Linked DNA regions of Mus musculus: regions 2, 3, 4, 5, 6 and 7 are each linked to region 1. A link is a contact called in public Hi-C and promoter capture Hi-C data. All regions are on one chromosome and are shown on one strand. The core of a region is the stretch at or near the end of the contact, and the rest is flanking DNA. Distances in the headings are between cores, read along the strand shown. Region 1 holds the start of Chd6 (chromodomain helicase DNA binding protein 6). Region 2 holds the start of Ralgapb (Ral GTPase activating protein, beta subunit (non-catalytic)). Region 3 holds the start of Pkig (protein kinase inhibitor, gamma). Region 4 holds the start of Actr5 (ARP5 actin-related protein 5). Region 5 holds the start of Dhx35 (DEAH (Asp-Glu-Ala-His) box polypeptide 35). Region 6 holds the start of Jph2 (junctophilin 2). Region 7 overlaps Dhx35 (DEAH (Asp-Glu-Ala-His) box polypeptide 35).

Region 1 (3,258 bases), core at 370-2,869:
CCTGATCTTCCAACTTGGCTTCCAACTAAACTACTGTGCTACCCACAGTGAATGAGACAGACCCGCTCACTCCCTTACAATAAGTCAAGCACTCAGAGCTCTGAAAGAAAGCATGGTGTCTGTCCAGACTTTTCCAAAAGCACCATAAGCAGATCCCCATGGAGTATGCCAATATGAGGGCCTACTGGCATGGTATTCTTATATACCATTTGGGAAATAATCAAATCCTAGGCAAAATATTTCAGACACTCTTGAAAACTGTCAATATTTAAAATATCTATTTTCTCTGTTCATGGATCTGTTACAGCAGAAATGAACAGTTTCTTGAGGGGTGGCAAAAAAGGCACAAACAAGCCCCGGAGAAAGATGCTCAGAGATGCCAGAGACTCTCTAGAAACCTTGGCCAGATTACTAATGGTCTATAAAGCCTAATTTGGAGAACACGGGCCTACGAGCTCAAAATTGAATTATACTGCCTTATTAGATCCCACACTCGTGAAACCACAGTCATATTAGTCATAACTGAAACTAGGAATACTCTATGTACACAAATATAAAGTGCATGCTTATGCATTTTTAATTGGATCAAATAAAACTGAAGCTGCAAACAAACTCACATTTCAATTATCTCACTAGTGCGGGGATTTCCTAATAACCTCGTTTTAAAACCCAAGGAGCTGCCAACCCCTCTCCACATCTGACAGGCATGGTCCCTGGAAATTTTAGGAAGGACATTCCTCCGTTACTTCTCAACAGAGAAGAGAAATAAATACCCTGAAGGAAACAGATTTTTTTCTTTTTTTTTTTTTCATATTCCCTCTCTCTAATTTCTTTGCAAGCTCTAACATGCAATCTAATAACGCACCAAACTTGGCAGCGGGGTAGCTTGGTGGCTTGGAGTCTTGAGGGCTCAAATTTTCGGGGGCGAGTGCGCGTTAGTGCGTGAGGAGCCGGCCGGAGGGGCGCGCGACCCGGGGACGCGCCGGGGCCCCCGCCCCCTCCCGGAGCAGCAGCCTGGCACCGGCCCACCCTCCTCCACCCCTGCAAACAGACGCAGGACGCGGAGCGGAGCAACTTCTCCGCGGGGGCGGTAGCGGCTGGCGGGCGCGGGGGTGGCCCTCACGCGCCGTGGGCCGCCGGGGTCCCCTGGGAAGCCTTGGCAGGCCCCGCCCCGCCGCAAAGGCCCGCGCTTGGGGTCTGAAGCAGGACCCCAAGCCTGGGCGCGTGGCCCCGCAGTGGCGCTCTCCCAAGGACGGAGGGCGGGCGGCCAGAGCGCGCGGCAGCCGGGAGGGGCGGACGCCAAACCCCTCGCCTCAGGCCTCGGGGCCCTCGGCCTGGCCGAACGCCCGCGGCCGCGCTCGGACCCCTGCCCGGCCGGGCCTCGCGCCGCCGCGGCCCCTCAGCCCCGCTCCATTCATAGGGCAGCCCCATCCCGGCCAGCGGGGCGGAGACAGGGTCCCCGCGGGCAAGCCCAGCTTGTCGGGGCCAGGCAGGAAAATAAAAAGTTAAGAGAAGAACTTACCTAAAATGGCTCCTGCAGCAGCCAAAATACAAACAGCTATTATTTGGTGAAGTTTAGCTCAGACACCCTGCAAGGACACCCTAACCCAGCTTGGGCCCGCCTTCCCTGCCGCGCTATTGGGTTTCGCCTGCCCAAAACACAGGTTCATTGGTCGTGTGGGCTGCCGATCAGACAGAAGCCCGTTTCAAGCTTGCTTGCAGGAGCGAGTGATGGGCTTGCTCCATTGTGCTCGTATTTGCATGGATGTGATCGCAGCGGTGATTGGTCGATGTCGGAGCCGCTCCGCCTCCCAGCCTAGATCTCCCCGCCTTGCAGACAGCGCAGCTCCCGGCCCGCCCCCCCGGAATGAAGCGGCCGGGCCGCGGGGGCGGGGCGGGGCTGGGGTCCCGCAGGCGGAGGGGGCGGGGCGGGGTGCTGCGCTCTGTTTTGCAAGCAGGGGGCGAGGACCTGGGCGCTGGCCCGCGGCTGGGGCTCAACCTGCAGGTGGAGGTCTCGCAGGTAGTGGGCAAGCAAGCTGGAAAACCCGGGATTGGCTCTCCGGAGGTGGGAGAAGATGTACTGGGGTCCCACGACGTGAGCGCCCCGCCGGCGCCCAGATCCTGCAACGCGCACTCGAGGAGAGGTGAAGGTCCCAACGGACAGGAAAAAGAAGATGCTGAGAGGCCGAGGGAAGCGAGGAGCCGGGTCGTCAGTCTCCAGCTGCTTATACTGCAGATCCGCCTGGCTCCCTAGCATACTAGGAACGTCTTCCCAGGGCCCTGCACACCCCGGGAGTTTTCCAGCCCTGAGGATCCTGCAGCGCATTGGATATGCTTCAGTAACATCAGGAGTGGAACCATGGTGTGTTTATTTTCGGGCCTATCTCCACTACCATCCTTGTAGCATCCTCAAGGACAGGGCCTAGCATATGACAGAGATTCAACCAATTGTTGTCTTCCGTAATTCGTTTTTTAGCAGCTAATTTTTAAGTGCCCACTAAATACCTGACATTGATCTGAGACGGAGGATGTAGCGGTCAATAGGACAAAGCCCTTGCACTCACCGAACAGGCAAAGGAAAAGCAATAAATAAAATAAATAAATGAACACAGAGGCAGGTAGTGATAAATGCCATAAAGAAAACAGATGGCGGGAGGAAGGACATCAGACCAGAGATGGGGGAGGAACAATTAGGGCAAGGAGGAATTTAGAGCCTATCCTGCCTAGCTAAATATTCCTCATAGCATCCTCCCTACTCTGGGACCTGGTGATCACTTTTCCTCTTCACTCCTGCCTGTCCCATCTGGAGTGTTTCCCCAGTGAATACTTAAATAAAAGAAGAAGAAAAAAAAGTCCAAAACTGGCTGGACTCTGACTTTAAAAGCTCACTTTATCTTAATTAAAGCAGGAATGATCTGAGTCTGATGACTCCAAGAGCAGTTTGTCAGAATTGTTTAGGATGAGGGTGGTATGAGTGTGTCAAGGGTAATCACAATGTTAACAGAGCCTTCCTGTACTCCCTAAGAGAATATGTTTAGCTTCTTAGAAGTCCTGGTTGTCTTATGTCTTTCAGCCAATGGCCCTAATTCTCTTCTGGGTCCTGCTTCTTGTACTAGCTAGTTTTATGCCAACTTGACACAAACTAGAGTCATCAGAGGAGGGAGCCTTGATCAGACTATAGGTAAGCCAGTAGGGCATATTTTTAAATGATTCATGGGGGAGGGCCCAGCCCATTGTGGGCAGTGCCACTCCTAGGCT
Region 2 (3,258 bases), core at 260-2,759, 2.7 Mb before region 1:
AGCTATGTCTGCAGTTCCATGTGCTTTAAAAAGATTCCCAGTCCTCCGTGTCTGTCACTTTTCCAATTCCCATCACCCACTCCTCTTCAACCCTATCAGTCTGATCTTCCATAGATGTTCAATATTCGGTGTTAGGAATGTGGTCGCAAGTAACAGAAAACTCAATGGATTGTGGTATAAATAAGGCCCACCACCCTCTTTAAAGCAGGAAAGGAGTACAGAGTCCATGCAGTTTCCTTGGTGTGTCCTAAAGAGGCAGGTTTCTTTGCCTTGTTTTACATTTATAGTAGAGTCTTCTGCAAGATCTCAGAATGACTGCCACATCTCCTGGCATTGTATTATACCATGGTTCCAATCATGAAGTTGGGGAAAGTTGAAGGACACAAAATTTCTCAGGACTTCCTTTATATCCTAAGTCTCCCTTGGAACTTTGGTTTATGCTTTATGGACTAGAACTTTGTTTCACTGGTATGCTGTCAAGCAGGGGAGGGGGCTTTGCTTTTTGGCCTCTGTAGTGTAGAAGTGGGAAGGAGAGAGGGGCTTGGAATAGTGACCATGTGATAAAGCACTTATCAAAAACTGTCTAATTGAACTTTACTGCTTCATCCACACACTGTCCTGGCACATTGTTACCCACCCCTTCCCCTCTTCCTGTAGGTGAGGTTGTGGTCTTAAAGAATCCTTGTTTTATCTCTTCTACGAGGGCACTAGTTTCTTCTTCACTCCTACTTGGTTCATGGTCTCTTCTGAGGATGACAGTCACCGTTTTCTCTGCTTTCCATACAAATGTGTTTTTTGCACAGCCTAACACCCTGATCCCTCCACCTCTGAGTTCCAAGGTCAGTCACAAGGCCAGGCTCTCTATGAAGCTGTCTCCATCCCTCTTTCCTCTCAGCCTGACACGTGGGGAGTACGTCTAAAATGTTGTTACTTTCCTCGTGGAAGTTGAAACGAAATTCTTGACAGTGGTACTGTTTGCAAAACGTCCGGTGCATGGCAGGTGCTCGAACTTGTATCTCTTGTTAGTAATAGCTTATCTCCCCGATCAGATACAACTCGTTGGTGACAGGTTCTGAATCATCCTTTTAAAGCACGTCAGGCCTGGCGAGGACATTGCCCATAATAATGCTGCGCCCATGTAATAAGGGGCTGGGCAAAGGAAGAGCTACAATGCTGAGATGTGAGACATTCCTTTAGCCTGAATGGTAGCCAACTTTTCATAGAGAAGCCCCTTACTCTTCTGCACTAAGAACATGTAGAAGCCAGATTGCTTCTGGAGCTGGCACCGCGATGACGTAAGTGTCCGTCACTTTACTCCTCCCACTCCACCGAAGCCCGAAAGGGGGCGGTGTGGGCAATCGCGCTTCGCGCGGCCCTCTGGGACGGCTGCGCACGCGCAGCTTCCGGCTCCAGGCTCGGAGACTTATTTGACGCTGCCCACTCGGTCCCTTCAGAAGTCGCGGGTCAGCAGCGCCGCGCAGGCGCAGTAGTCCCTTCGGCTGGGGAATTATTTGACGCCACCGCCCCTGGCAGTCGGAAGTTGCTTGAACGGAGCCCAGCCGGCCGGCCAAGCGACCGGTGTTCGTCGTCCCCTGGGCGCCCTGGGAGAGTCACTGACGGGTGGACGGACTGACTGCCGGTGGAGGGCCGGCCGGGGCAGTGGCAGCGCGGGCCGGATGGCGCGGGTCGCGTGAGGCGGCAGGCCGAGTGCGGCCCGCGGTGCGCCCGCCCAGCGATGCGGGCCCCGCCCGTCGCCTCAGGTACGCGGCGGCCGGCGCGGTGCGGCCGGACCCTCCCCTCTCGCCGTGCTTTTTTTTTTTTTTTTCCCTCTCCTCAGCAGCTACTGAGGCAGGGGCTCTTTGAACCTCCGCTGCTCCCGGGGCCGAGCGTCGGCGGGCGCATTCCTGGGTTCTGAAGTGGCCGCACCGGGCGCGGGAGCACAGTCCTGGCCCGCGGATTCTGCCGGGTGTGAGCGAACCCGGGAGGGTCGGACTGGCGGAGCGCCCCCCTGGCAGCCTGGGGACAGGGGCGGGTCTGGAGTGGCAGCGGCAACTCCGGGGAGGATGCGGTCCACCGAGGGGCAGGTGGAGTTGCTGCCGTCCGGTGAGGATGCTACTGCCCAGGGCACGGTGACGCTTGCGAGGAGAGTAAACAGCCACCCTCCGCAAATGCTTGCTTTCCGCCAGGCCCAGGCCAGATAGGGAATTTGAGCACCCTGCACGGCAGGACTGTTACCCCATTCTACGGACCAGGCAACCGAGGCCCAGAGCGATCGGGCGCCTTTGGTGCCCAAGGTCATAGAGCTGGGTAATTTGAACTCAAGCAGCCTTGACAGTCCGATCCAGGTTCTTAACCAATTAGGTCATTGGATGTCCAACTTTGATGCACGGTAAAAATCACTTGGGGAGTTTTGAAAAGATTCCTGGTGCCATAGCACCTCAAACTAATTAAACCACCATGTCTAGAGGGTAGGGGGAGACAAATACTAGTATCTTTCTAGTATTTGTCTTTCCGGAGATCCCCTAGTGGTTCTGGGCTATAGTGAGGTTTGACAAGTGTGAAAGCATGTAATCTCAGAGGTCTGACAGTGCCTCTCCAGTTTATGTGTGCAGGAGGATGCTTGTTAAGATCGTGGATTCCACTGGCAGAAATTCATATTGTCACTCCCTTCCCCCCAGCGCGCCCTTGTTCTATTGCTGGAACTCTCCATTTCTCTGCCTCAGCCTCCTGAGTGCTAGGATGGTAGCTGTTCACTAAGAGAGAACTTTTCCTTAGATCCACAGACTACCACCCCTTTGGTAGGTAGGCCTCCTTGAGGGTGAGACCCAATTATGGATTCTTAGCAGAGCTTTTAAAAAAAATGTATACATTCCTTGCAAAAACTGTTGGTTTACAATTTCCCATAATATACGGCACTCATGGTTATGGTTTCTCTAGCCTCTGGACTTTTGCATACACTGTTCTTTCTACAAGACAGGCCTCCGTGTTTTCTCAGCACCCTACCCGAACACATACACCTTCTCATATGCATCAATTCTGTCTATTGCCCAGCTCTCAACAGTCCCTTCAAGATCCTCTGCCTCCCCTGAGCCCTGCCCATCTTGGCATTATTGTAGAGTAGCTGACCACATGTTTTTCTGTGTTGTACTCCTAAGCTCTTCTGTAAGGTTTTGATGGCAGGGACCATGCTTTTCTTGGTGTCTGTCTGTCTGTCTGTCTGTCTCTCCCTCTTGGAGTACTTTGACATCGAGGCCGACA
Region 3 (3,258 bases), core at 472-2,971, 2.5 Mb after region 1:
CATTTCTTTTTCATTAATTTATTTATTCACTTTACATCCTGGTAATAGCCCTCTCCCTCCTCTCTTCCCAGTCTCACCCTCCTCTTCCTCTCCCCATTATCTTCTCTTCCCTTCTCTTCAGAGAAGGGAAAGCCCTCTTTGTATACCAACCAGCCCTGGAACACCAAGTCACAGCAGGTGCTAAGTATATCCTCTCCCGCCGCGTGTGGGAAGCCCCACCAGGCAATCCAGCTAGGGGAAGGAGATCCAATGGCAGGCAGCAGAGTCAGAGACAGCCCATGCTCCAGTTGTTTGGGGACCCACATGATGACCAAGCTGCACATCTGCGACAAATGTGTAGGGGAATTTTATTTTATGTGTATGAATGTTTCGTCTACATGCATGTCTGTGCACCATGTATGTGCCTGGTGCCCACAGAGGCCAGAGGACATAAAAATCCCCTGAAACTGGAGCTACAGACAGCTGTTAGGTATCATGCAGTTGCTGGGAATTGAAACAGGGTTTTCTGGGAGTGTGATAGGTCCTCTTAACCACATAGCCCCAAGTTAGTGATATGTTTGTTTGTTTGTTTGTTTGTTTCGAGACCGGGTTTCTCTGTGTAGCCCTGGCTGTCCTGGAAGAAACCACTCTCTCAGTCATTAATGACACTTTCCATTTCCCCTGAGTGGTCTAGCTTGTGTGACAATTTATATGTGACTCTCCTATAATAACTAAGGAACTTAAGGTGTACCAAGAACTCCTTAAATAGCTTAAGAAGCCATTCTGACCTAAAATGCAGGAGAATCCTAGGGGCCTACAGGCCTTCCCTATGTGAGACAAGAAGAGGAAACAGGACATTGCTTCTGTGAGGTAGTCAACCCCTTTGCTCTGGCTTCTGTAAACCTGCTTATGGCTCTGGGACTGGGATGAGGCGGACCCTTTCCCTCTGTACAGTGGGATGAGAAACAACTGAGAGGAGGAAAGCCAGTTCTTCCCCCAGCTGTGGGTTCCACCAAGCATGAGATAACTGTGATGCCCACTGCTGATGTCCATCTTTGTAAACCCTTCCTTTAGCCACTCCTTGGCAAGGCAATCTTTTGATTTGGCTCTAAGGCTGCCATCCAAGGCTGTGATTCTGTTAGTGGTAGCAATCAACTGATTTAATCTGAATTCAGATTTAGTCTAATTCATAGTTTTTCCCCCAAGTGGATACGAGCTCCACACCAGCTAGGAGCACCCTTTGAACTTAGGGTCCCTTATATTTGCAGGATTTCCCCCAGGAAACCTAATTGCTGAATATGAATTAATTATTTCCCATGCTGAAATTAATTCTGGTGTTTAAATTTTCGTGCCCCCCCCCCCAAAAAAAAACAAAAACAAAAAACTTTTACTTTTTTGCCACACCCCTTCGTTTCAGAGATTATGACAGAGGAATTTGTCACTCCACATCAATTTTTCTAGTCTTTATTTTCAGTCAGAGGGCTGGGCTTGTAGCTCAGTAATAGAGCATGTGTACCACCATCAAAAAAGTAATTAAAAAAAAAAAAGCTACATCTGGTGGCATAAACATCCGAGGGACAAGCCCTCACCTAGAGCCTCGATGGCCTCCATGCTCATCTTTCACTGGCCACCTCTCTGGAGAGCTAAGACCCCAGCCTCAGGACCGCTTTCCTTCCTCCGCCCATTGCTCCCAGTCGCGTCCCTTCCCGGCCGCCGTAGAGCAAGCGACGCGGGAGTTCGGCAGTCGCGTCGCCTAGGCAACGGCTCGGCGGCGGGCTGCGGGCGCCAGGCGGCCCCGGGGAGGCGCTCGCGCCGGCGGCCGGGGCTCTACGAGGCGACAAGGCGGCAGGTAAGCGGCGGTAGAGCGGGTGAACGTGACCCGGAGAGGAGCGGTCCGCCGGGCGACCGGCGAGGAACGGGTCGCGGGGACGCCAGGCAAGGACAGAGGGCCGGACCTTTGTCCCTTGGGCCCGCGAGCTGGCGCCTGCGACGCCCTCTGACCCCGGCCGAGTTCGGGTGGGTGCGCTTTCCGCTTTTATTCCTATGTATCTCTGGAGCCTCACTCGAAAGTTTTCCTTTTAAATAGTAATTTTTAAAAAGCTCCTATTTTATGAGGGTTGGTCGCGGAGTAGCTAGGAACTGAAGAGAACGTCTGCGTGTGTCGCTCTTCGTTGGTGGTGGTGGTGGGAGGTCGGCGAGATCGGACTTATTTCTGAGTCAGTTTTCTCACCTGCACAATGGGGATAATAATACCTGTCTTATAAGATGATCAAAACGTGTTTTTATATTTAAAATCCTCACTACATGGGCGCTTTTCTTGTTACTACTACGAGGAGCATCATTGAGTATTTATTGAGAACCAGGGCCTGGGCTGATCGCCAGCGGTTTAAAAAAAAAAAAAAGTGAATGAGACGTCTTGTCCTTAGGGAACTCCACTCCTGCCCGTAGGAAACTGACCTATGGACTGGTTTTTGGTGTAATTTGAGCTATGGTTTTACACGTACAGGAAGCTGAATGCAGTGGAGGCTGTTGTAGACCTTCAGAGGTGATCAGAGAGAGAGGATTACACTAGAAGGTTACTTCCAAAAGGAGGTATGTAGCTTGCCTTTTGTCTTGGCCAGAAGACTAGTCTGGTGTGTGTGCCTAGTGTTAGGAAAACGGTGCCTTGAGGAGACAGCCAAACTTCTAGAGACTCTCCCAAGAATTTCAGGCTGGAAGGGAGTCCAAAAGGTAGCAAGAGTGTCTACTTGATGTTTGAAGGATAAGCCTCGGCTCTTCTTGACAGACTTTTTTTAGGGTCGGAGGTGGCGTTATGGGTAAAGTTTTAGGATGTTTGCTTTTTATTTTTTGTGAACCCTCAAGGGATTTGTTTGTTTTAATACAGGATTTTGTGGCCTACAGTCTGGTCTTGATTAATGCTGCTGTGTAGCTGAGGCTTTGCCTTGAACTCCTGACTCTCATGTCTCTGCTCCTGAGTTTGTGAGCTTGCAGAGGCGTCTAATTAGAAGCGGGTGAGCGTGTGCGCATGCGCTTCCGCGATTCTATGCGCGCCCTTGATCAGAAGTAGACCTCTCACCCTCTTTGGTCTCCTTGCTATTATTTTTTGCTTTGCAGCCAGTTCTTTATGGCGATTCAAAACAAAAAAAAAAACAGATATTGACAATTATCTTAGACCTTTTTTTCATTATTAAAACTACATACTCGCTTTAGCAAGATTAGAGGTTTCGGGGCAGGCGAGATGGCTCAGTGGTTAAGAGCACCGACTGATCTTCTGAAGGT
Region 4 (3,258 bases), core at 530-3,029, 2.5 Mb before region 1:
CTTTAACTGCTCACCATCTTGATGGTCCTCTGTTTATTTACGTTTTTTCTTTTTAAAAAATGCAAAAAAATAAAATGGCAAGGACAGGATCTCAGATCCCCTGGCTGGCCTCCATCTCACTGTGTAGCCCAGGCTGGCCATGAACTGTAAGATCTAGAGTCTAGATCTTTTTGTTCCCGCATTCCAGGTGCTGGGATGGCAGGCCCGTGCCACCGTAGTGGGCTGCCACTTTTTTTTCTTCCTTCCTTCCTTTCTTTCTTCCTTTCTTCCTTTCTTTCCTTCCTTCCTTCCTTCCTTCCTTCCTTCCTTCCTTCCTTCCTTCCTTCCTTCCTTCCTTCCTTCTTTCTTTCTTTCTTTGTTTTTTTGTTTTTCGAGACAGGGTTTCTCTGTATAACCCTGGCTGTCCTGAACTCACTTTGTAGACCAGGCTGGCCTCGAACTCAGAAATCTGCCTGCCTCTGCCTCCTGAGGGCTGGGATTAAAGGCGTGCGCCACCAAGGCCGGCTTTTTTTTTTTTTTTTTTGCCACTTTTCTTAAAACGTCATGTAAATAAACCAGCCTTCAAAGTGCAGGGCTAAAGCTTAAAAGAAGAAAGAAAATACAGCAATCAAGAAAACAGAAAACTTGAGTTGTCGTGGCGTGCTTGGGGAAAGAGGAAAGAGAAAAAAAAAACAATGCTGGAGTGGTGATCAGGGTGTCTAAGCCCCAAACAACAGCTGCAAGCTGGGTGGTGGGTGGGAGAGGGGAGGATGGTCAGCAGGCTTTCAGGGCAATCTTATCGGGTGGAGCCGTCCTGGTAGGAATTCAGTCAAATGTTCAATCAGGCAATGGATAAAATGAAGACACTTAATCCAGTCTCAAAAAAATTATCTCCCACTTGATCCAGTCTCAAAAAAATTATCTCCCATATCCTCTTCTGTATTCCAGAAGCTTTTATAGAATGCACTCCAAAACAAGGGGTAAACTGGTGTGTCTGTGTGTGTATCTGTGTGTGTGTGTGTGTGTGTGTGTGTGTGTGTGTGTGTGAGATGTCAATAACCCTAATACATAAAAGGCTGGAACAGGAGGATGGCTGAGAGTTGAAGGCCAGCATGAGATACAACGACATGATTAAAAACAAAAACAAAGACAAAACCAAAAACAAAGCAGGGCAGTGGTGGCACACGCCTTTAATCCCAGCACTTGGGAGGCAGAGGCAGGCGGATTTCTGAGTTCGAGGCCAGCCTGGTCTACAGAGTAAGTTCAAGATAACCAGAACTACACAGAGAAACCCTGTCTCAAAAAAGCAAACCAAACAAAACAAAACAAAAAGTGAAATATTCAATCTTAAGTAGACAGCTTGATGAATTTTTACAAACTCACTAAATATTCATTTTAGCTGCCACTCCCAGAAACTGAAGTTAGTAGTACCTCAGAGTTTGGAGTTTGACTGGGCCCTTGAGGGCCCTGAGTTCCATCCCTGGAACCTATTGGGTGAAGAGAACAGGCATCTTGGCACGCTCCCACACCCATCACGCAATAAATAAACAAATGAACAGAAAAAGAAGTCAAAGGGGAAGGAGATTAGCTTAACACGGTCACAAAACTAAGGGCTAGATCTGCAAGGCTATGCAGACAGAGACCAAGGGAGAGTAAGGGGACAGGGAGGGGCGGAGTCCAGCCCAGTGTGGGTGGAGCCTTTGGTCCCTTAGTTAGAGCAAGGGGCGTGGCTACGCCTCCATGTTCGGAGCTGGGGGCGGGGCTCGTGGACAGCCAGTTAGCGCGAAGAGGCGTGGCCACAAGGAGGCTGTTGCGGACAAGCTGGAGCTACGGTTGGACTTGAGGCCTGGATCAGCGGGGAATAGAAACCCACAGAAAGTTCTGGAGCGCCAGGCGGGAATCAGGTGCTGAAACCAGCGAGTCCTCCCGTAAGGAGGAGGCTTCCGGACGCTTCGGGGCCCAGAGACTCAGACGCGGCCCGGGGTTTCGTGACGCACTCGGCTTCGGGGCGGGACCGGCGCTGGCCAAGATGGAGGCCAACGTGTTCCGCTTCCGAGATGCCCGCTCTGCTCCGGATCCCGTGCTCGAAGCCGGGCCGGTGGCCTTCGGGTCGCAGCCGGTGCCTCTGGTGCTGGACAACGGGTCGTTCCAGGCTCGGGCCGGGTGGGCGTGCCCCGGGCCGGACCCCGGTCCCGAGCCTCGCCTGCAGTTCCGCGCCGTGTGTGCGCGCGGCCGCGGCGGGGCGCGCGGCGGGCCGGGGCCGCAGGTGGGCAACGCGCTGGGAAGCCTGGAGCCTCTGCGCTGGATGCTGCGCTCGCCCTTCGATCGCAACGTCCCGGTCAACCTGGAACTGCAGGAACTGCTGCTGGACTACAGCTTCCAGCACCTCGGCGTCTCCTCGCAGGTGAGGGCCTGCCGGGCAGGGCGCGCTCGGCTTCAGCCGTCATGCCAGGCAGTAGGGTATTGAACACAAGTTCGTCAGCCTTGTGCTAGGAGCTAAGGGTACACCACGAAGTCTTTATCTTCCAGAGGATGGGCTGTCTCAGGCACAAGGGTCCAGTTTGCAATAGTCCAAGTGAGATGAGTTTTACCAGCACCAGTCCGATCCTGGAAGTATTTTGAAGATAAAACCAACGGGGTTTATCAGTTAACAGTTTAGCCAAAGCTTGACTTAATAAACTTAAAATGAACCGGGCATGGGTTCACGGCCCTTTAATCCGGGCACTCGGTAGGCAGAAGCAGGCAGATGTTTGTGAGTTCAAGGCCAGCCAGGGCTACACAGAGAAACCTTATCTTAAAAAAACAAAAAACCAACAGACAGACAGACCTACGAAAAGCTTAAATTGATCATGTTATTTTGGCTTCCCAAAATAATCTCCAATAGAGATGAAATGTATTCTTTAAAATGGCCCGTGAGCACCTTTTAAAAGATGTATTATTTCAAAGTTATATGTGTGAGAATGTGTACAAGAGTGTAGGTGCCTTAGGCAGGTGATCTTCTGTGACTGGAGTCAGAGATTAGGTGCTGGGAAACAGAGTTGGGTTCTAATGTGTTCTCTCTAGTCCTCGTGTCTGGCCTTGAGTGTCTCCCTCCACGACCTCGTGTTTTAAATTAGAGTTCAAAAGTAAATTCTGTCCTGCGTAAGGATTTGGGGTTATTTTTGCATTTCATGCATGCTTCCGTTTGTCTCTTTGTGCTTGTCTTTCAAAGTAGGGCTGCGTTGATCATCCCATAGTTCTGACAGAGGCTGTGTGTAACCCCCTCTACTCCCGTCAAAT
Region 5 (3,258 bases), core at 514-3,013, 2.3 Mb before region 1:
GTATAAATGTTATTTTCTATATGAAGGACTTTAATGAAAATATAAAAAAATACACCTACATGTAGGCAAAATCATATACATAAAATTATTTTAAAAAAGGAATTCCCAGCATAAAAAGAGAGGCAGATTAACTTTAGTTCAATTGCACAAGTCTTAGGGTAAAATCGGCTTGCAAGTCCTACTCTACAGGGGGAATGTTTGATAGTGGAAGGAGAGAGGTCTTGGAGCTGCTCCTTCAAGGATCTAAAGCAGGGGTGAAGCATTCTCCACAGAAGGATTAGCATGTGCTGAACTTCATTTAATTATTAAGGAAACAAATCAAATCTAGAAACGAACGTGACATAAACTCAGATTTTGCTCGTGTGGTATATTTGCCCTGGCAGTTGAGCTAATGAGAGCCGATTCCGACCTAGTGCCTGCAGTGTCTTGCACTGTGTTAGGTCCTCTGCCCCTCATCTCCTTTAACACTTCTTTAAAGCTCAGTTTACAACTGAGCTTAAATGTCAGCCAGGTGATGGGCAAGCTAAGGATTCTGAATCAGGGTTACTTGTTTCCAACGCTTTCCGTAATTTGCCATTTCCCTCAAAGAATGAAGCATTTTCTTTTGGAGCTCTAAAAATGTATAGATTTTAAAGCCTCTTAATTTGTGGCTTCCTTGAGCCCAGCACAACTGTTCCATCCAGTAGAGGATGGAAACAGATGCAGAGACCCACAGCCAAATATTAAATGGAGCTTGAGGATGGGGGTGGGAGTGGGGGAGGAGTGTGTGGAAGAGTTGGGGGAAGGACTGAGGGCCCAGAAGAGGACAGGGCCTCCAAAGGAAGACCACCAGAGTCAACTAACCTGGACCCTTGGGGGCTCTCAGGGACTGAACTACCAACCAAAGAGCGAGCATGGGCTGTATCTGATGCAGAGTCCCCCAACAACTGGAGCAGGGGCTATCCCCGAGTCTGTTGCCTGCCTGCAGAGCCCATTCCCCTAACTGGGCTGACTTGTCTTGTCTTAGTGGGAGAGGATGCACCTAGTCCTGCAATGACTTGATGTGCGGGAGGTGGGGGTGGGGGATGGGGAGGTAGAAAAAGAGCATTTGATTTATAAACGGTTGCCTTGGAGGGAACACTGGGTGAATGCACTGGCCTCACTGATCTGATTTCTAGTCTCATCTTCCGGCCCAATGTGCTCCTGCGTTCCCACTTTGCGACATTTCTCTGAAGACCACAAGTTGCCTGTATCATTTCGGCTTTACTTGCTGATAATAAGCATCATTCTGTTTATCCAGCGTTTATTCATTTACAGTTTACCCAGCCCCACCCTCGCCTGGGAAACAAGAAGCTACAGTTCCAGGGAACACAGCAGCATTAACTGAATCATCAGACGCAGGAGGTCGTTACCGCTATTATCTCTCAGTATGAAAATAGGAGACTAAAAGAGACGCAGCTGCGATAGCATGTAAACACGAGCATCTCTCAGTTCACCGGGGAAACCCAGCCTCTGCTCACACTCTTAACGCTGGTGAGTGACAGCCTGGGAACACAGCAGCGCATTCCTAGAAGTTAGTGGCAACCCAGAGTGTCCAAGCAGGGTAGAGCAGCCAATCCGAGAGACAATATGGCCGCGCGGCATCACGTGGGCCAAGGAGAGGCCCTCAAAGGCAAGCCAAAGCGAGCTGCGATCACGTGATCCATAGTGGGGGGGGGGGGTGTTGCCGGAAGGCGTGGCTTCTTTTCGCTCTACCCGCCCCCCGCAGCCCCCGCGGAGGCTGCTGGCGGGCCACGCCCCTTGAGCCCGGAGGGACTCGCGCGGGTCTAGAGGGGCGGAGTCTTCTTCGTGACCTTTCACCCCAGCATGGCTGCGCCCTTGGGACCAGTGAAATTCTGGAAACCGGGTAAGGCAGGGCAGGGAGCCTGGGTAGATGCCCGGACATGACTTTCGGCCTGGGGACCCACCCGTGGGCCTGACCGGGGGAGGGCTGGGCACCACTCCTCCGCGCGCAAGGATGCTGCAGCCCACGGTGGTCCGGAGGAAGTCAAAGGCCTCCCTAAGCTGGGCGGAAACTCTGGGTGACCTTGTTGGAGTTTCTTAGCCTCCTCGGCACCTCTTGAGATGTAGAGTCCTGAAGCGCCCGTGTGTATCTTGCTGAAGTCCTGGGGCAGCATTGGGGCTCGAGAGGCAGTGCAGCTCAGTGGCTTAGAAGCTTGGGTTATGGAGTCAGAGCGCCCAGGTTCAAGGCTGCCTCTCTGCCTTGCATCAGTAGATGGAGAACCTTGAACTCTGCCCCCATCCCTCAGAACATCGCTCCCCTCACCTGGGAAGTGGGCGGAATACGAACACCTGTCCCGTGGGCGTGGAGTAGGGGGAGTACGTAGTCCGACTTAATGGCTCATAAAAGAGAAAATGTATTCCAGTGTTTTAGGGTAGGTCTTGCCCACTCTGAATGTTTACCACAAAGTGAACGCCCTCCTTCCTAGTGGCTGTCACTTTTCCTGTTTTGTAGGCTAACAAGTCACCATCTTTTGTTTTTGCATTTTCTCAGGTCGGGTTCTTGTTGAAATACCAGACCATGATCTGTGTAGGATGCGCCTTTTGTTCACGCTTTTCTTATAAACTAAACCAAACCAAGCTAAACCAAAACACTGTTTCTTAACTGGTACCAGCCTCTGCCCTTACTTTTTTACACATTTTCTTTTTTTCTCCTCTACCTGCACTCCAGAAGATCTGGGTGTATACATTATATTGTGATGATGATAGTTTGAGACAGAAAAGGCAACAAGGGACAGCTTTTAAAGAGTGTTTTAGATGCTCCCTGGAAATCTGACCATGTGCCTAAGTGTTAGAGAAATAAACTCATGAAGGTGACACATAATTATTTTTTTTTTTTTAAATCTGAACTGGATATGGTAGTCCATGGCTGTAATCCCAACACTTGGGAGGCAGAGGCAGGAGGATCTCTTGAATTTGAGGCCAGTCTGGTGTATATTCCAGGACAGCCAGGGTCACAAAGACATACCCTGACTCTCTCGTTTGTCACTTTCATGACTCAGCATTTTCAGGCATCAGCTGATTGTCCACCCCAGTAAGTAATGAGTTACCAACTTATTCAAGAGTTAACCAGCAGACCAAAGAGTTAAGTCTAATAGAGGCTTGGATAAATTGCCAAAACTCAGACCCGGGTACCATTTTGGTTAAAGAACCTGGAACTGTTCTGAACTGTTCTACAAGTCTGTCCCATTGTTTAGTCCATTACTGTATCGAGAGTAC
Region 6 (3,258 bases), core at 344-2,843, 2.3 Mb after region 1:
TATGGAGCAATTGTCTAGAAATATGTGGTGAATGAAAGAATGTATGAGTAAATGGATGGATGGATGGATGGATGGACAGGTAAATAGCTGCTGGGTGGGTGGATGTATTGATCAATGGATCCATGGATAGGTGAGTTGGTGGATGAATGGATGAATAGGTAAATAGCTGCTAGGTGAATGGATGAAGGGATGGATGAATGAGTGGGTGGGTGGGTGGGTGGGTAGACAGGTAGATGTAAGCTGGGTAAATGCAAGAAGGGATGGGTGGGCTGGTGGATGGGATGGGTGAGTAGACGGATGAGTGAATGGGAGAAGGATGGATGGGTGGATGTGTGGGTGGAGGGATGGGTGGATGAAAGTTGGGTGGTTGGATGGATAGATGGATGGAGAAACGAATGAATAAACACTCTTATGATCTACCCCGTGAAAATTTTTTCATAGCAAAGTTGAGGCCAGCCCCCAGTTCTGCTAAAACACAAGCTAAAATCTAGCTGCTTACATACCTCGAGAGTAAAGAGAAGTGATTACATCCTATCAAGTGTCCATCTGTAGGACAGCCTTGTACTCTTCAGTCCTGCTGGTCCTCAAGAACTGCCTTAGTGCCCTACCTTTTCTGATAAGAAAATGGATACAGAGAGGCAGAGTAGCTTACCCAAAGCCACACAGGAACTATCACCTTAGACCATCTATTTCTTTGCCAACTACACTGCTGTTCCCCACCGTCCCTTCAGGACCCCCCTCAAGCTCTGCGGGATGAGCAAGACTCACCTCCGTCTGCGTAGGTCTCCGTGCCATAGCCGTCCTGTAGGCCGTTATTCCAAGTGCCCTCGTACTTGGCACCACTGTTTGTGCTCTGCCGGATTCCGTAGCGCCCCTTAAAGCCATGCGTCCACTCCCCCTTGTAGAGCCAGCGCCCCTTGGTCTCTATGCCAAGCCCATGTCGTTTGCCCTGGCTCCAATATCCCTCAAAGGTATTCCCACTGGGCCAGGTATAGACGCCTGCCACTTCAAAGCCAAAATTCCAGGAGCCCGAGTATTCACCCTGGCCCTTGGGGCCGGTGCACAGTCCGTGCCCGTGTGCCTTTCCCCCTTCCCAGCCCCCACAATACGCCCCGCCATCATCAAAGTCAAAGCGGCCCCCGCTCATCTCATCCTCGCTCCTGACAACTCCTCCGTCCTCCAGCTTGGGCGTAGGGGTACCTGATGTTCTCCAGGCACCTTCAGGTTGAGCCCCTAGACTCACCACCGGGCTAGAGGTGGAAAAAAGCAAGATGCCAACAGAGGCAGCAAAAGCCCAAAGGCCAAGTCAGCAGTGGGGGCGCTGGTCAGTGCCATGGCTGGGAGGCCTCCTCAGTCACCCCAACAAGGCAGCAACTTGAAAAGGAAGCCGACCGAAGAGACTCCAAGTTCCCACAAAGCGTCCCAGGTCCAGCTTCCATGGAGTCTGGTGTGCTCTCCTTAAGAAAAGCAACGAAAGGAGTTGAGGGGTCCTGTCTTTTCAAAGAGGGACAGTTCCCGGTTTAGCAGCCCAGCCGAGGCTAAATTGTCGCCACCCACCCTGAAGCAGCCGCTGGCCCCCTTCTCATCCACCCCAGTGGGCATGCGGCTCAGATCTCCCAGCTGCCCCGCCCCTTCTCCAGCCCTGCCTTCCTCCCAGGATAGAAAGGTCAGTGTTGCCCTAACAAGGCCATTGGATCTCAGAAGCTGCTCCCAAAATAACCCCCTGGCTGGCCCAGCCTCCTTCAGAGCCGGAGGGAGGGAGGGGGGCTTCCAATCCGCTGGGCCTGCAGACCCAGGCAGTGGCCCGAGGGGGCTGAGCAGGAAATCTGAGAACGAAGTGTGGACAGCTTAGCTACTTGGTGGCTTGCCTTCTTGTGGATCAGAGCTGCCTCCCATCTAGAAGTCCCCAGGTTCCGCAGGCAGGGAGAAGAGACGGAGACCAGCAGACCATCTTATCCAGGGCCACTTTGTATCCCCAGAGTTCAGGGGGTGGCAGACATGGGGCCCTACCACTTCGAGCATGCCGAGGCAGGACCTGGGGCTTTGGTCCCTCTGCCAATCCCATTGAAGAATCCAGTGACCTACAGAGAAAGGAATGGAGGACGGTTGCACATATGCCTTTGAAAGCAGAGTGGAACTCAGAATGATCAGAGAGGGTCTAACCAGGGTGCAAACGCAAACAAGCAGGCATTCTGGGCTTACATTTTCTACCCCAGCCCTAGCTCAGAAAACTGGGGGAGAACCCTGATAAAGGGAACTAGTTCAGGAGGCAGGGGATATGGATCAGTTGATAAAGTACTTGTCATGCATTCGAACCCCAGAACCCATGAGAGGGGGTTGGGGGAGTGTAAAGCACTTCTAGGGCTGACAGTCCTCAGCCAAGACCACGGTGTCTTCATTGTCTTGGAGATGTATTTCTTCTTACTAGAAGTTGGTGGAGACCTGGGTGCTAGAAATTCACCAAAGCCTTTTGCTCCTGCCACAGGAGCCGCTGAAGCCTGGCCTTATGTGCTCTTAAGGAGCTGGGGCAGAAGCAAGCTTGGGAAGGGGAATATTGCAAAAATAACGATCCTGAATATTTCTAAAATGAATCTCACTCCACCACAGCCCACAGCCTGTGTGAGGAGTGCAGAGGGGAGGAAAGTCTCCTTCCTGCTCATGGAAGTGTGTGTGTGTGTGTGTGTGTGTGTGTGTGTGTGTGTGCGTGTGTGTGTGTGTTCATAACATGGCTGGAATGGAGGAAGGTTAGAAATCACCGAAGAAAGAAAGAAAGAAAGAAAGAAAGAAAGAAAGGAAGGAAGGAAGGAAGGAAGGAAGGAAGGAAGGAAGAAAGAGACAAAGAAAGAAACAAGGAAACAAAGAAAGAAACAGGAAACAAAGAAAGAAAAGAAGAAACTAAAAGAAAAAAGCTGAGGTCCAAGGGAGCGTGAGACAGTTATCTGACTTCTACCACGTCTGTCTGACGCATTCCCAAATCCCATGATGGTTTTGGCCACTGAACGTCACTGCATTCATTTCCTTGTTTTAGAAATGGGAAGACTGTGTTCTCTGCTTTCCACTCTGCTGATAACGGTCCCTGCTAGTTGCTGCTTCTCATGATTATGTAGCCACTGACCTTACAAAGTCCTCTTGGTCCACATTTCAGTACCAGCCTCCACACCGGCCATCATCTCGGCCAGGTGGCTGGCACCCTGTCCAGGTGGACCTTCAGCCTGATCAGGCAGTTCCCCCGCTAAAAACACCTGCCCCGCCCCCACT
Region 7 (3,258 bases), core at 196-2,695, 2.3 Mb before region 1:
GTCAGACCCCTGAGCATAGACTTGTGCATCAAGTGTTGTCTTTCTGCTTAATGGGCTGTGTTCTTACAGCTCCTGAACCCAGAGGCACGGCCCATCAGATCCCCGCTTGCCTTTGCAGAGTTCTCCTGAGAATCATTCATGGATGGCAAATAGTTGGCTCAGTTCTGTATCACAAGCCGTGCTAACTTCTGAGGGCACAGAGTGAAATTCTGGTAGACAGTCCTGGCCTTTAATGAGCTTTCCTCTCAGCCTGCTGGCACTGCTAGGCACAGGTACCATGATGTTCCAGAGCTGCTGTCTGTCTGTCTGTCTGTCTCTTTCACTGGGAGTGGTTCTGAGACATCCACCACCCCCACTGCCCATGCCCACAGAGCTTACCTTCCTGCCTTCTTAGTGTGCAGATGGAGTTCCAAGTCATTAATGCCCTCCTGTGTCCAGCACCCACTTACGCTGTCTTTCCATTCCTCTTTTACGCGGTTTCCTAGGGATTAGTGGGGCTGGATGTAAGTGTGTGGGTAGACTTGGGACATGAAGGGGAACCTTTATTTCTTTGAGGAATTGCAGAGTTGTAGGTATAGTAATTGTGTGGCTAAGGAATTATTTATTTTTGAGGCAGGATTTCTCTGTGGAGCCTAGGCTGGCCTCAGCCTCCGAGATCTCCCTACCGTTGCCTCTCAAGGTCTGGGACGTAAAGACAGGCACCACCATTCTCAGCAATATTTTTAGTTTTAGGTAATTTTATTTTGTGTGTTGTGCCTGCATGTCTGTCTGTGCAGTACATGTGTGCCTGGTGCTGAGGTGGTCAGAGGAGTGTTACTGGAATAGGAATTGCAGGTGAGTCTTAGCTGGCACATGGGGGCTGCGAGCTGAACCTGGCACCTCTGCATTTGCTTTTAACCGCTGAGCCATCTTCCAGCTCTAACTCAAATGATTTTTTTAAAGTGGAAATGGACACCGGCATTTGGTGTCAAAGAAGCCATGTGATAAGATACGGACTGAAGCTGGGCAAGTGGATCTGGGTGGAAGGTCACTGAGCCTTTAGTCGTAGCTGCTTTAGCAAGGGCGTGGTTGGGAAAGACCAGGGACAGTAAGCAACGGTTAGTGCCCACCCTTCAGATTGCCAGCAGATCTTCAGAGCCTGCAGCTCTTCTTTACTCAGATAATTTGGTGTTCCAGAACTTTCCAAGGCTTCTCCTTAGCTCCTCTGCTCTCACTCCTACTCTGCCTGGTTCTCAGCTACTCCGTTCTTAGACACGTGATCTGCTTCCCGCTTTGCCATGCATACCTCTGATGCCTTGGGCTTGTCTGTCTTTGTATCTTCTCAGAGAGGCCGGCCTTTCAGCTAGTGACTTGTTTCTGCCTTGGCCAGTGGTGTGCCTGGGGAGTGTAGTTGTCCTGGTAACAGTACTATAACCACAAAGATCCTCCTGATACTCTTGGCAGCTCCTGTGTAGCTTTTCTCAGTTTCTGCTCATCTCTTTCCTGAGCCTCCCATGGTCCACGGCAGGGGCATATGTCCCTCTTGGGCCTGTTTTTTGGTCTTGATCCAGGTCCCTCCTACCTCTGAAGTCTCCAGGGCCATTGCGTGAGGCCTCTGCCCCTCTTGACCTCTGTGCCCCTGGCTCTGGGGCCTTTGCAGCTTTCCTGTGTCATCACATCTTTTTGTCTCTGAGAATCAACACCTGCTTCTCTCAGCATCTTCTCAGTGGGACCAGCCTCTCAGCTAATGACTTGTTTCTGCCTTGGTCAGTGGTGTGCCTGGGGAATGTGGTTGTCTTGGTAACAGAACAGTAACCACAATGTTCTTAAAGCTAAAGAACTTCTTTCCTTGCTTGCCATCTAGAACCTTCCCGCTAGACCCATGCATTTGGCAATTTATGTTACACAGTCCAGAATATTGGTTGTCTCTTTTCTCAGGAAAACCTTTCTAAAGTTCTTACAGATAGTAGTGTTTCTCCAGGAGACTTGGCTGTAATTCATTTTCCTCTCTAGTTAACTGCAGCCTTCTGGTCTAAATGGAGACTTCGTGATGCTTGTGTGTAAGGAGGGTGTGTATCTGTACAGCGGTCAGTACAGCGTTGACTTACATGGGAGGGTTTGGCGTGTAATCCATAGGCTTTCTGAATACACAGGGAAAGTGATTTCAGAAAAGCCTTCCTTTCTCCCCACCCTTTGATCTGGTTTTCAGAAAGTCCTCCCCTGACTCTCTATCCTTCCCCTCCTCCCCCATCTCTGTGCCTCGGGGTGCTTCTCCGGTTTGAGGTCACCTTTTGTTCCTGTGGGACAAGCAAGTACAGGATCCTGGGTGTGACTGCATTTGGCTCCTTGGTTTAAAAACTAGGTTTGTATGAATTCTGCTCTCTGTGATGAGATCCTTCTTCAGAGTCTAGGGCAGCTCTGGTGATTTATTTTTACATTTTTCTTTGCTTATTTTGCTGTTCTTGCTTCCTTGAAGCGCTCTGCCTTATGCAGAGTGAACAGCAACTGGGCCTGAGAGTAATTACCCAAATGCTTGCTACTTTCGTTTTGCTGACAAAAGCATTTGAAAAGCAAGGTTTGGAAGTAAAGGAGAGTGCTTTTGTAAAGGGGTACTGTTCAACTCTCTATGCTTTTGAAGTAGAACGTCCTTCCTAAACGTAAAAATAACTTTGTATCATAATGTTGTACATGTGGTCCCAGAATCCCAGAGCTCTTGTTCACGGTAGAGAAGGTGGACTCTGCCGATGTACAGGTGCATTTGAGTGTCACGTTTGATCTGTTTCTGATTTCCTATCCTTAGAGGAAGCCTTTGACCAGCTACCTCAGTCCACCGTCCCTGAGATGCAGCGCAGCAATTTGGCCCCCGTCATCCTGCAGCTAAAAGCCCTAGGGATAGACAATGTCCTCAGGTTCCACTTCATGTCTGTAAGTCCTGCTTCTGGTTGAGGGGCTCATGTGGGTATGGTGGAAGGACACTGGTCAGGCATGCCATCTTTCTTCCTCACATAGCTGAAACACCGTATGCCGCTTGGTCCTATCCAGGGTGTGGGGCAAACTGGCATCCAGGCGAGCCAGAATTCTTCCTCTGTAGCTCCTGTCCTTTCTCCTTGAAAAAGACAAGCCACTGGGTAGCTACAGGACAGCTTGACAGTGCTCAGAGAGACAAGGAGGGTGGGGAGTCAGGACATAGCCTGTGACTGGGCCTGGCTGGAGAGTTGCAAAGCTTGGGAAGGACCCTGCGGCTCTCAGTATCTATGATGATTTCCTAAGGCAAGTTAT

Evidence for each region. Promoter capture Hi-C pulls out the DNA fragments that hold promoters and counts their contacts. Hi-C and Micro-C count contacts between places; a contact is called where the count stands out from the background.
Region 2: a promoter capture Hi-C map of pre-B cells shows a contact between it and region 1, with 4 times the contacts expected there. The contact joins the promoter of Ralgapb here to the promoter of Chd6 in region 1. A contact is called at or near these places in 3 of 39 promoter capture datasets (cranial neural crest, liver and pre-B cells).
Region 3: a promoter capture Hi-C map of cranial neural crest shows a contact between it and region 1. The contact joins the promoter of Pkig here to the promoter of Chd6 in region 1. A contact is called at or near these places in 2 of 39 promoter capture datasets (cranial neural crest and frontonasal cranial neural crest) and 2 of 115 datasets of contacts at active chromatin or transcription factors (embryonic forebrain and epiblast stem cells).
Region 4: a contact with region 1 is called in a promoter capture Hi-C map of pre-B cells, with 5 times the contacts expected there. The contact joins the promoter of Actr5 here to the promoter of Chd6 in region 1. A contact is called at or near these places in 4 of 39 promoter capture datasets (the C10 cell line, embryonic stem cells, frontonasal cranial neural crest and 1 more) and 3 of 9 other capture datasets (adipose tissue, liver and pancreatic islet).
Region 5: a Hi-C map of B cells shows a contact between it and region 1, with 8 read pairs. The contact joins the promoter of Dhx35 here to the promoter of Chd6 in region 1. A contact is called at or near these places in 5 of 39 promoter capture datasets (cranial neural crest, embryonic stem cells, hippocampal neurons and 2 more), 2 of 484 Hi-C or Micro-C datasets (B cells and CD4 T cells), 2 of 115 datasets of contacts at active chromatin or transcription factors (astrocytes and large pre-B cells) and 3 of 9 other capture datasets (adipose tissue, liver and pancreatic islet).
Region 6: a contact with region 1 is called in a promoter capture Hi-C map of hippocampal neurons, with 7 times the contacts expected there. The contact joins the promoter of Jph2 here to the promoter of Chd6 in region 1. A contact is called at or near these places in 4 of 39 promoter capture datasets (the 3T3-L1 cell line, cranial neural crest, hippocampal neurons and 1 more) and 2 of 115 datasets of contacts at active chromatin or transcription factors (astrocytes and embryonic stem cells).
Region 7: a promoter capture Hi-C map of embryonic stem cells shows a contact between it and region 1, with 3 times the contacts expected there. The contact joins the enhancer-like site here to the promoter of Chd6 in region 1. A contact is called at or near these places in 4 of 39 promoter capture datasets (the C10 cell line, embryonic stem cells, hippocampal neurons and 1 more) and 2 of 115 datasets of contacts at active chromatin or transcription factors (astrocytes and neural tube).

What each region holds. Positions count from the first base shown.
Region 1 is chr2:161,107,467-161,110,724 of GRCm38.p6, forward strand. It overlaps Chd6 (chromodomain helicase DNA binding protein 6), which reads right to left and starts at 1,620. Exons shown (of 37, transcript NM_173368.3): 1 at 1,523-1,620.
Region 2 is chr2:158,408,344-158,411,601 of GRCm38.p6, forward strand. Ralgapb (Ral GTPase activating protein, beta subunit (non-catalytic)) reads left to right here and starts at 1,510. Exons shown (of 30, transcript NM_001291138.1): 1 at 1,510-1,760.
Region 3 is chr2:163,656,665-163,659,922 of GRCm38.p6, forward strand. Pkig (protein kinase inhibitor, gamma) reads left to right here and starts at 1,722. Exons shown (of 4, transcript NM_001039391.2): 1 at 1,722-1,828.
Region 4 is chr2:158,623,134-158,626,391 of GRCm38.p6, forward strand. It overlaps Actr5 (ARP5 actin-related protein 5), which reads left to right and starts at 1,780. Exons shown (of 9, transcript NM_175419.4): 1 at 1,780-2,383; 2 at 3,194-3,258. The coding sequence starts at 2,009.
Region 5 is chr2:158,793,044-158,796,301 of GRCm38.p6, forward strand. Dhx35 (DEAH (Asp-Glu-Ala-His) box polypeptide 35) reads left to right here and starts at 1,764. Exons shown (of 22, transcript NM_001372513.1): 1 at 1,764-1,885. The coding sequence starts at 1,846.
Region 6 is chr2:163,396,380-163,399,637 of GRCm38.p6, forward strand. Jph2 (junctophilin 2) reads right to left here and starts at 1,594. Exons shown (of 6, transcript NM_021566.2): 1 at 769-1,594. The coding sequence starts at 1,147.
Region 7 is chr2:158,832,091-158,835,348 of GRCm38.p6, forward strand. Dhx35 (DEAH (Asp-Glu-Ala-His) box polypeptide 35) reads left to right here. Exons shown (of 22, transcript NM_001372513.1): 13 at 2,780-2,904. Among named protein-coding and RNA genes, the nearest start is that of Dhx35, 39 kb to the left of the region's middle. Within about 2 kb of position 1,446, at least 48 of the 459 cell types and tissues checked have an H3K27ac peak or open chromatin away from gene starts, as enhancers often do. A contact at or near this core is called in astrocytes and embryonic stem cells, where this site is marked.